2 separate regions of the Zea mays genome follow, and region 2 is linked to region 1. A link is a contact called in public Hi-C data. All regions are on one chromosome and are shown on one strand. The core of a region is the stretch at or near the end of the contact, and the rest is flanking DNA. Distances in the headings are between cores, read along the strand shown. Region 1 holds the start of LOC118473551. Region 2 holds the start of LOC103642454 (vacuolar sorting protein 18).

The links. A called contact is a pair of places that touch in the nucleus more often than the background predicts.
Region 2: a contact with region 1 is called in a Hi-C map of bundle sheath, with 3 times the contacts expected there. The contact joins the promoter of LOC103642454 here to the promoter of LOC118473551 in region 1. A contact is called at or near these places in 5 of 25 Hi-C or Micro-C datasets (bundle sheath, ear, endosperm and 2 more).

Annotation. Positions count from the first base shown.
Region 1 is chr10:55,965,147-55,970,070 of Zm-B73-REFERENCE-NAM-5.0, forward strand. It overlaps LOC118473551, which reads right to left and starts at 3,211. Exons shown (of 2, transcript XM_035963379.1): 1 at 2,778-3,211; 2 at 1-1,803.
Region 2 is chr10:56,373,702-56,379,138 of Zm-B73-REFERENCE-NAM-5.0, forward strand. It overlaps LOC103642454 (vacuolar sorting protein 18), which reads left to right and starts at 1,442. Exons shown (of 23, transcript XM_020545850.3): 1 at 1,442-1,950; 2 at 2,008-2,220; 3 at 2,307-2,446; 4 at 2,528-2,623; 5 at 2,869-2,936; 6 at 3,033-3,134; 7 at 3,316-3,454; 8 at 3,586-3,726; 9 at 3,807-3,926; 10 at 4,108-4,164; 11 at 4,281-4,340; 12 at 5,102-5,209; 13 at 5,303-5,437. The coding sequence starts at 1,782.

The DNA of each region.
Region 1 (4,924 bases), core at 1,961-4,460:
GATGTCAAGATTGGGTAAGTAGACGTATAAGGTGAATGTCCAAAGGTAAGATTGAATCTGCCAAGATGAGATAGACACGGAATACTAGATACATTTTAATGGGGATAATCTAGATTGTTGAGTTATTTTATAACTACTATCCTTTATGCCTAGATATATATGCAGATGTAATTGTGGACATTGATCCACAACCCATCACACTCAATCAAAGATCCAAATCAGACAAATATCATAAGAACAAGCATTCAAGCATATAGATACTAAAAAATAGTTTTGTTTTTGTTCCTAAGAGTAGGTCTCCTATTCCTAAAAGTCACTTTAAGCACAGGATTTCAAAGTGTGAAATCCAAGTTTGTCTTTAGAAGGAAAAAGGTAAGAGTAATCAGAGTAAAGCGGAAAAAGATGAGAAAAGGTTAAGAAAAGTTTAGAAAGAATCAGAGTAGCAAAGGTAAGTAGAGAATGGTTGTCCAGTTCTATCTAGGTTTCGTCCTACAGTCAACATTCCTCTGATACCACTTCTGTCACGCCCGGGTTTTAGGGTTCCAAAACCTGGGCGTGAAATAAACACCAGGTGTGATGGGACCAGTCTCACACATATGATGAATAGTGGTATAGAAACAAATGTCACATCTTTGCTATATAATAGGAGTTCTGTATAAAATAAATAAATAATTACATCATAAGGAGACAACGATCCAGCAACCCAAAGTTGATTGGGAGACGACGGCCTATACCTCTCACGAACACGTCACAACATCCTCCATGCGCCTCATCCTGCGGTACATGTTCTTGACCTGTGGGGGGTGTGAGACAGCAAGAGTGAACTCACATACGTTCATAGCTCAACAAGTTGTGGGGAATAATGTGCATGAACTCGCCAAAGGTGGGAGCTCACGTGAGGTGTAAGGCTTACCAAAGAGGATGGTTAGAGTTGAGCATTGCTTTTAAAGTTGGTCAAAATTTTATTAGCAATTACTAAGTATAAGTAAATACCAACCCAATTAAGTAGAAGAACAAAAGTAATAACAACACCCTCAATGCAATGCATATGACAAATTGAGTTTAGTTGCATAAATTAATCATGTGAGTGTCCGAGTCGCTCATGACCGTGAGCATGGCTAGTATACCAGTTTTACACTCTGCAAAGGTTGTGCATCTTTACCCACAAGTCATGTTACCCATCTGCCAAGAGACGGCCAATCCCGTACACCTCTACCGAGGAGGCGAGGCTGGGTAACACTACGAGGCCTTTACAAAGTTCCACTAGCTTTCGAAAACCCGCTACAGTTTATGGGAAGAGCACTTGTAAGAATCCCTCGTCTGACCGCCATTGCAGCAAAATCAACCCGAGAACCTCCCTGCATGCAACTCCCCTACTGCCCTTTCCCCTTTTGGGTAAGGTAGTCTTCCACTAGCTTTCCTAATTAGTCAGCCAAGGGTGTCCCATACAACCCTTGTGGTAGCACTATTTTCCCGGGTGGTTCTCCATGTTCCAATTAACATAATGATCTTAACATGAACAGTAGATAACAACTGATAATAAAATATAATCATGAATAAAATGTATCTCTAGACCCAAAACCACATAAAGCAATAGCAGGTACTACCCAAAAAGTTTAGTGGAGTCAAGGTATAAAGATAATCAAACTAGGGTAACATAAAGGGTCACATCAAAATTATCCTATGCAGATCATTATGATTAATCAAAAGATGACTGGGTAAAAAAAGTGATCAAGGGCACAACTTGCCTGGCACTTGAGATTCCAGGTACCAACTTGCTCTTCAGATGACACGGTGTCCTCACTGCTAAACGTAGCAATACAGACAAACATAACATAGGCAAAATTAACATCACACCAAACATGTAAATAAAATAAATAATAATAATCTACACATTAAAATAAGATTCTAGGAACAGGAATCATTAATTTTGGAGTTATAGATTTTAAGTTATGAATTTCTGAAGGTTTTATGTGTTTTGTACAAGATTAAATAGGATATAAATTTTATTGTGTTATTCATGTCAAAACAGAGACACTAGGTGATAAACAACATTATTACAAAATTATAGGAACTGGAATGGATTAATTTGGACTAAGTATGAATTCTCTAGGAATTAAACAAGTTCTAGGATTATTTTTACACTAGAAATTCATTTTCCTTACTCAATTATTTAATTCCCCCGAGTTCTGGACTGTACACATTATTATACTAAAGATCAGGGGTTATTTTATAAAAAACCAGGGCCTCAGCGTAAGGATCTTTAAACCACTCGGGACGGCGGTTGATATTAAGAAAACAGAGGGGTCCTTAAGTAAGAATGGCATGGCGAAGGGGTATCGTGAATTCTAAGCCATCCGATCAGAATCCTGTGGTCTAGATTAGATTCAGGCTTAAAGAGAACCGGAGCGTAATATGGGCCGCCCGATCAAGATCCAACGCACTAGACCAGACCCCGAACCGGTACGCCATCCTAACCATTAGATCGAGATCCGATGGCCCAAGGTTTATGAGGTCCGCCGACCATTAAATTTAGATGTAGGGTCCAGATTTACTTAACCAAAACGGTACTCTATGTTTAATCGGAACCGTACGCTACGCAATCGACGGCAAGGAGCCCTTCTTCCCCAGAGGACCAACCTGGCGACAGCATAGGGCCCGCCACGGCAGCAACCTCGCCGGCGAACGGTGCTCCAGCGATCTGGTGCCCAACGACACGCACTGATAGGTGCTACGCGACACAGAGGAAACGGAAAATCATTCTACCAAGACCTTACCGTCAAAGATGTTGCAGAGAAGCTGGTCCCCGATGAGCAGCCGCTCGATTGGAAGTTCAGAGCTTCGTTGAGGAATTGCAGAAGCCACGGTCACCCCACCACCACACCACTGCCAGCGCAGGCGTCGCCCACGATCACCAACTCCAGGCGCACCACCCCGACCGCACACAGATTCCCAAGAAGTGCTTGCACGACGGGCGATGGGAGTCGTCAAAATCTACTGGCGCCACACCGGCAAGAGCTCCTATTTCTCTCCCTCCTTTGGAATCTCGGCGGCACACTGGATAGATGGTCAGGGGAGGCCGATTCTTATACCCCGGTTGCCGAATCTGTTGCCGAGGAAGACGGAGTTTGCGGCGCGGGATTAGAATAACCCGAGGACGGGGCGAGCCCGACACCATTGGCCCACACGCTTTCGCTGCGCTGGGACAGACCGGGTTCGCGAGTGCGCATCCGCCTGGTCATGCGCGTGGAGCCGCTGAAGCCACGCAGCCAGCGGAGACCGCCGCGCACCCCGGTGTTCAGTTTAGGAAGAAGATGACTTACAGCCCGGGCCCACCAAGCGGTGAACCAGTGGTCACAAGCACGGAGCGATGAGGCTGGCGATGAGGGCCCATGCGACGACGAGGGCGCGCGATGCGCGCGGCGGCGGAAGGAGCTGGTGGCGTGGGTCCCGCGTGTAAGTGGCTGCGACCAGATTGGGCCGCGCAAGAGGGGACGGGATGGGCCGAGAACTTGGAAATTCGGCCTATGACGAGGTCTGTTGTTTTCTCCTTTTGTTTTTCACTTCCATTTTCTATTTAAACCTCAAATTTATTTCTAGTTCCAATTTGAAATTTTCAAACCAAATTCAAATTCCTATTTTGCATTTCAGATCCCCAATCACAATTATATATAATACAAATCCTACTATTTCCACTATTATTATTTATTCACCTTCCCAATATTTAATTCTAACGACAATTTACTTTATTACAAATTCCGTTTCTCATGTTATATTTTAATTTATAAGTTGAGATCAAATGTAAATTATGACTCCTCATTTCACGAAAATGCACCCCAACAAATTCATAAGCATGGAATGCCCATTCCTTTATTTATTTATTGGTTACTTGATTAATTTACTATTTTATCTAACTATGAAAAGGAAGGGAACTAATAAATCTCCAAAAGGCTTCGAAAATTCCCCAAAATACTAACATAATTATATCTATTTATTTATATCATTTTTTGGGCTTTACAGTATCAGAAGTGTTGGGATAGCAAGCATAGCCGAACACGCGGAGGTGGTCGTAGGAGGGGTTGTGCCATACAGGTTAAAGTAGGGGGTGGGGTGGCTCACCGCCTTCGATGGAGGATAGTTGAGGAGGTGGGTGGCGGTGTATAGGGCCTCTGCCCAGTAGATGGCAGGGAGATATGCCTGGAAGAGAAGGCAGTGGATCATATTAGTGGTGGTGCGAATCATGCGCTTGGCCCGGCCATTCTGGGCAGAGGTGTAGGGCCACGAGAGACGTAACTGAAGCCACTGGTGGGGAAGAATGACCGGGAGGCATGGTTGTCGAACTCATGGCCATTGTCACACTACAGTGCATGGACCGGGCGACGGAACTGGGTGGAGACCCAGGCGAAGAAGTGAGTGAGGGTGGTAAAAGTGTCGGACTTCAAACGAAGAGGAAAAGTCCAGAGAAAATGGAAAATCATCCAAAATTGACAAATAGTATTTATATCTAGAAAGACTAAGTATACGGGAGGTCCAAAGATCGCAATGAACCAGGTCAAAAGCCTGCTCAGCCCGAGAAGAAGAGGTAGTAAAAGGGAGACGAGTATGGTAGCCAAGCTGACAAGCATGACAGAGGCATTCAAAATGTCCCTAATAAAAGAAGAATCTAAACTTCTGGAAAGCTTGGTCATGATGTCAGGTCCTGGGTGGCTGAGACGATGATGCCAAGTGGTGGAGGTGGTGGTGGACTCTAGGATGGGAGGTGGAGACGCACCGGTGAAAGAGGGTCGGAGCGTGTAGAGGGGCCCGACGCTATCACATCGGGCGAGTGGGGTCCTAGTGGCTAGATCCTTCACAGAAAACTAGAAAGGTCAAACTCAATGGAACAAGAATTGTTAGTGGTGAACCAATGGACAGAAAGGAGATT
Region 2 (5,437 bases), core at 192-2,691, 410 kb after region 1:
AGCAGTTGGGCAGCAGTGTGGTCCACGTCAACGACATCACTAGGTTGCCTAGTGTCTGCTTCACGCTCAGCAGCTTGTGCAGGTCGTGAGGTGAGCAGGATCGCGCCAGCAATGCGGACGCTGCTACAAGCAGCAAGACAACGAGGAAGGTGGTGGTGGTGGACGCCATCGTGCGCTGGAACCTAGGAAGATGGCTGCACATATCATAGCGATGTTTGTCTTTCTGGATCTATGTTTTATATTAATTTTTAACTTATGTGGTAACACACGAGCACATATATATATGATTAATAATTTTTTGTCTCGTCTTTCAGTCTTAATCTACGTAATTAGTTTTTATAATTAGACTATATTTAATATATGTAGTTGTCATTAAAACATTCGATGTGATACAAACTAATTCAATAGAACCAAACACCCTCATTAAATGTGATGAAAGATCGAACCTCGTCTCCATCACCCGTGGATTTAGATATCTATCAAATATCTTAATCCGATGGATCCGGAATATAGCTTTTGACCCGCGGGTTAGGCCCGCGACCGACCTCGCGACCTAAGTTGGAATAAATATGTATTTTGATATTATCTCTCGTCCGTTGGTAATCTTCACATATAGTCATAATTTTTTTGCCCAGCCCACACACCAGCCTGTTCTCTTGTCTTTAATCCGTATCGCCTTCTATAATATTTTTATCTTTATGGATTGCAGCTGCAGCAGTCTAAACCGTCGGTTTTAATCCGAAGCGAACAACAAACTAACAAAGTCTAAAGAGCAAACCATAACGCACCACCCACAAACCCACTCATCCAGGTGCAAGCCACAGGTCTCGAGTCCTAGGATTTTAGCACTAGACCTGATCATGGATCACTCGACTCGACCAACCTGACTTGACTTGCCCGATAAAAACCCGGCTCGACCCGACTCGACCAATGCAAGAGACGGGTACGTGTCGTAATTTTTGACCTGCAATAATTCACGACCAGGTACGGGTTATGATTTTTGATCTAAAACACGACCTAACTCAAAAAAACTTGACCCAAAGTCAAAAAATCCGATCCAACTCGAAAAAACATAATCCGATATGTCGTTAAATAGGAAGGCACAGACTAGCCGGACCGAACCTAACACTAAACAAGAATCAGATACGAGTCGTGCTAAATGATCTACGACTCGACCTTAATCTAACCCGTTTGAATAGCGCAGCACATAGGAGCCCAGCCGCCACCGCCACTGCCCGCGCCCAGTTGCCACTTGCCACCGCCCATCGCCCGTGCCACGTGCCCACCTGCCAGCACCCACCGATCCCCATCCGGATCCGGCCATCCACTGTCTGCCACGCGCCCAGGCATGGTCGCACGGACGCGCGCGCCCAGGCACGGAGGATCTGCTCTCCGGCTTCCCTCTCCACGTCCGCGACTCTCCGGCCTCCCTTTTCGGCCTAGGCAAGGCAACTGTGACTCCGCTGTCCGGCTCTCCAACCCTCCCCTATTTGGCCATCTGTTGATTCGAAAAAAGAGAAGCCGTTTCGTGATCTAAATTTTGGGCCGGAATCTGATCGCGGGCCTCTAGGCTCGGAGTGGGGAAGCACATCCAGCCCAGCAATGCCAGCGATCCATCTCTCTCCACCGGCTGGGCTCCTCGGCTCTCCGCGAGCTCACACGTCACCGCCGGCCGCAGCGATCCCGCCCCTCACGAGCAGCTTCCGCGCCGGCGACCAACTGCCTCCGCTCAGCACTCGCTCAGTTCTCAGCAGCTCTCACTGACCCCCGTGTCTCCGTCCATGGAAGCCGGAGGCGGCGGCCAGCTCTTCTCCGTGGACCCCCTGGAGCGACAGGCCGCGCGGGGCCACGGCGTCGTGACTTCCATGGCCGCCGGCAGCGACGTCATCGTCCTCGGCACCTCCCGCGGCTGGCTCGTCCGCCACGACTTCTCCTTCGAGGACGCCCACGGTAAGTCCCCCCTCTCCCTTTTTCGCAAGGCATCACCTCACCGCCCCGCGCCCGCAGATCTCGACCTCGGGAGCGGCCGTTCTGGCGACCACTCGGTGCACCGAGTGTTCCTGGATCCCGGCGGCAAGCACTGCGTCGCCACGGTAGTCCACCCCGGCGGCGCAGAGACGTACTACCACCACGCAAGGTGGCCGCGACCCAAGCTCCTCCCCCGCCTCCGGGGCCTCCTTGTCAATGCGGTCGCCTGGAACCGCCAGTCCATCACGGAAGGTAATTCCCGATCCCTTCCTCTGGATTCAATCATCATCTATTGGAAAATTCATTTCATCGTCGATCGTCTGATTTTGGTGCTGCAGCATCAACCAAGGAGGTTATCCTGGGTACTGAGAGCGGCCAAATCTTTGAGATGGCCGTGGACGAGGCTGACAAAAGGGAGAAGTATGTGAAGCCACTCTTCGAGCTCACTGAGCAAAGAGAAGGCATCAAGGACCTGCAGGTTTCAGATACTGTCAATTGATGTTAAATAAATTCTTCTGTTTTCGCTGGAGTGGGCGTGATTGAGCAATTTGTTGTGCAGATGGAGACTGCTGTGGTTGGAAATTCCACAAGATACTATGTGATGGCCGTCACTCCGACACGACTTTACTCTTTTACTGGCATTGGTTCACTAGAAGTAAGTATTAATTCTCTTACATTTTGATTGATAAGTTCAGGATTATCCTATTAAATTAGTTGGGAAGGCAAGTTTGCTATCTTGAGGCTCTGATGTCCTTGTTAGTGTTAGTGCTTATGTTCGAAAGACGAGATGCTTATGCTTTGACTTCGAATGCTTTAGTTTTTGGAAAGCAACACCATATACTATAGATTTTTTTAAAAGGGCTTTCCATTGTATTATATTGAAATTTGTGATGTCCACAGACTGTTTTTGCTAGTTATTCTGATCGGGCCATACACTTTATGGAGCTCCCAGGAGAGATACCTAATAGGTAACCAATATGATTTCTACAGTGCTCACAGAATAGGCATATATACACACTAGTTTTCTGTGTTTCTAACTTATGTGTCCATTGCATGCCACCCAGTGAACTACATTTCTTTATCAAACAAAGAAGGGCTAAACACTTTGGATGGCTTTCTGGATCTGGAATCTATCATGGTGAACTGAATTTTGGAGCACAACACAGGTGAACCACTGAATCAACCATTGAATAACATGTATATTTCCAAAAAAACAGCTCTGTCACTCGCTTGGTTGCTAAAGAATCTGAGTAATCCATCCTACCACTGCATTTCATTAAAGGAAACACGATTTACGTCTCTGGAATTTCTGCACTATGTTTTTCCTAACTGAATTTTGTTTTCCAGCTCTACCAGTGGAGATGAGAACTTTGTGGAGAACAAGGGTTTTTTTGACTATTCAAAATTGGGGGATTCCGGAATTAAACCAAGGTCATTTGCATTGTCTGAATTCCATTTTCTGCTTCTGATTGGGGACAAGATTAAGGTATAAGATTCTCAAAAGTTTATCTTTACACCATTTCCCTGTAATTTGTTTTGCTTTCTCACACTATTTTTTTACTTCCCACTATCGTGTGTATTTCTTTACAAAACCAATGCATAACCTAAAATTTTTAGGTAGTGAACAGAATAAGTCAGCAGATGGTGGAGGAACTTGTAGTTGATGATACACCTGAAACTTCAAGAGGAATAATTGGCCTCTGTAGTGATCCATCTACAGGACTTTTCTATGCATATGATGAAAGTTCTATATTCCAGGTTTGGGACTTTTGGATTCTTCTTTGAGTCATGTCATCAACGCTTCCTGATTTGAATAGCTAATGCTATGAGTTATTTAGGTTTCCACTTCAGACGAGGGTTGTGACATGTGGCAAGTTTACTTGGATATGAATCATTATGCTGCTGCTTTATCCCATTGCCGTAATCCTTTCCAGCGTGATCAAGTCTACCTAGTTCAGGTATTATTCATATATCTTGATGCAGTGTCCAACTTTATGTAATTTGCACAAGAATTTGACATGTTCATTTTTGCTTTTGTATTCCCCTTCTGTATGATGATAAGCTGGAGTTCTTATTTCAATTTTATGTTGATCATTGGTTAATGACTTCGGTTCTTCTATATAAACCTTTGTTTTGCAGGCTGATGCTGCATTTGCTGCAAAAGAGTATTACATAGCAGCATCCTTCTATGCAAAGGTGATACACGTACTGTTATTTGTGCCCTGTGGTAGCATTCATTACTATCTATGTTTTTTTAGCATTGAGTCTAAATTACATCATGTGCCCTGCGGTAACACTTTGCTTGGTTATAGATAAATTACATCCTGTCGTTTGAGGAGATCAGCCTGAAATTTATATCAATAGGTGAGCAGGTAATTAAACTTTCTGATGCAGTTATATATCACATGTGAAAGTGCTATGCTATATACTACCTCCATTTCTTTTATAAGGCGCACACGCATATCAAGGTTCAGACTCCAAGATCTTTGACCAATAATTTGACTAACAATTTTAATTATTATAACACAAACTTGATATAATTAGATTTTTAATTAAATCTACTATCTAATTATCATAGGTTTATAAGTATAAAAAATATAGAATAAAATAAATAGATAGTCATAGTGTAATTTAGGAGATCTTCTCATGTTAAGTGGTGCCTTATAAAAGAGAATGTAGGGAGTATAAGCTTATCAGTCAATTGTGTGTTACCATAATTCATAAATTGCTATAGTTCTGTGAGATCTTCTGTTGATTTAGTTCAGTTTATGTATTCTTTGTCATGGCACATAAGATTTTATGTTGCTATTTCCAAGGTTAATAATCGGAACTACAATAACACCAAGGTCATATATTTTACTTACAGAAAACTTTGATGATTTGACACACTTCTGCTTAAACTGTGAGATCATATCATTTCATTAAACATGCAGGAGAGCTGCATATCATTTCATTAAGTAAGAAAATATAGTACATAGAGTACAAGGGGAGAAGAGTCCCAAAACAAAATACACACTAACACACAAAGAAACATACATCCACTGGGGACCTGGACTAAGCCACCCCAAATCCATGACCTGATGTCAACATCTTGGATTTATGTCTGAAACTGTTGGTCATGTCTACTTTGCAGGATGCTCTCAGAACTTTCTTATTGAGAAGGCTCGATAACCTCACCAAAGAGGACAAGATGCAGATTACGATGATCTCAACTTGGGCTACTGAGCTGTACTTAGACAAGGTGCCTGCCATTCTGTTTTCCATCTTCATTCTTCAATATTGGGTTGAGTAACTGCCTTTCCAGATCTTATTCATTATTTGTGTAATTTTGTAGATTAATCGCCTCCTATTGGAGGATACCACTGTCACCATTATAAATTCAGTAGCAGAGCCTAATAGCTCTGAATATCGTTCGATAGTAAATGAATTCCGTGCTTTTCTTAGTGACAGCAAAGATGTATTAGATGAA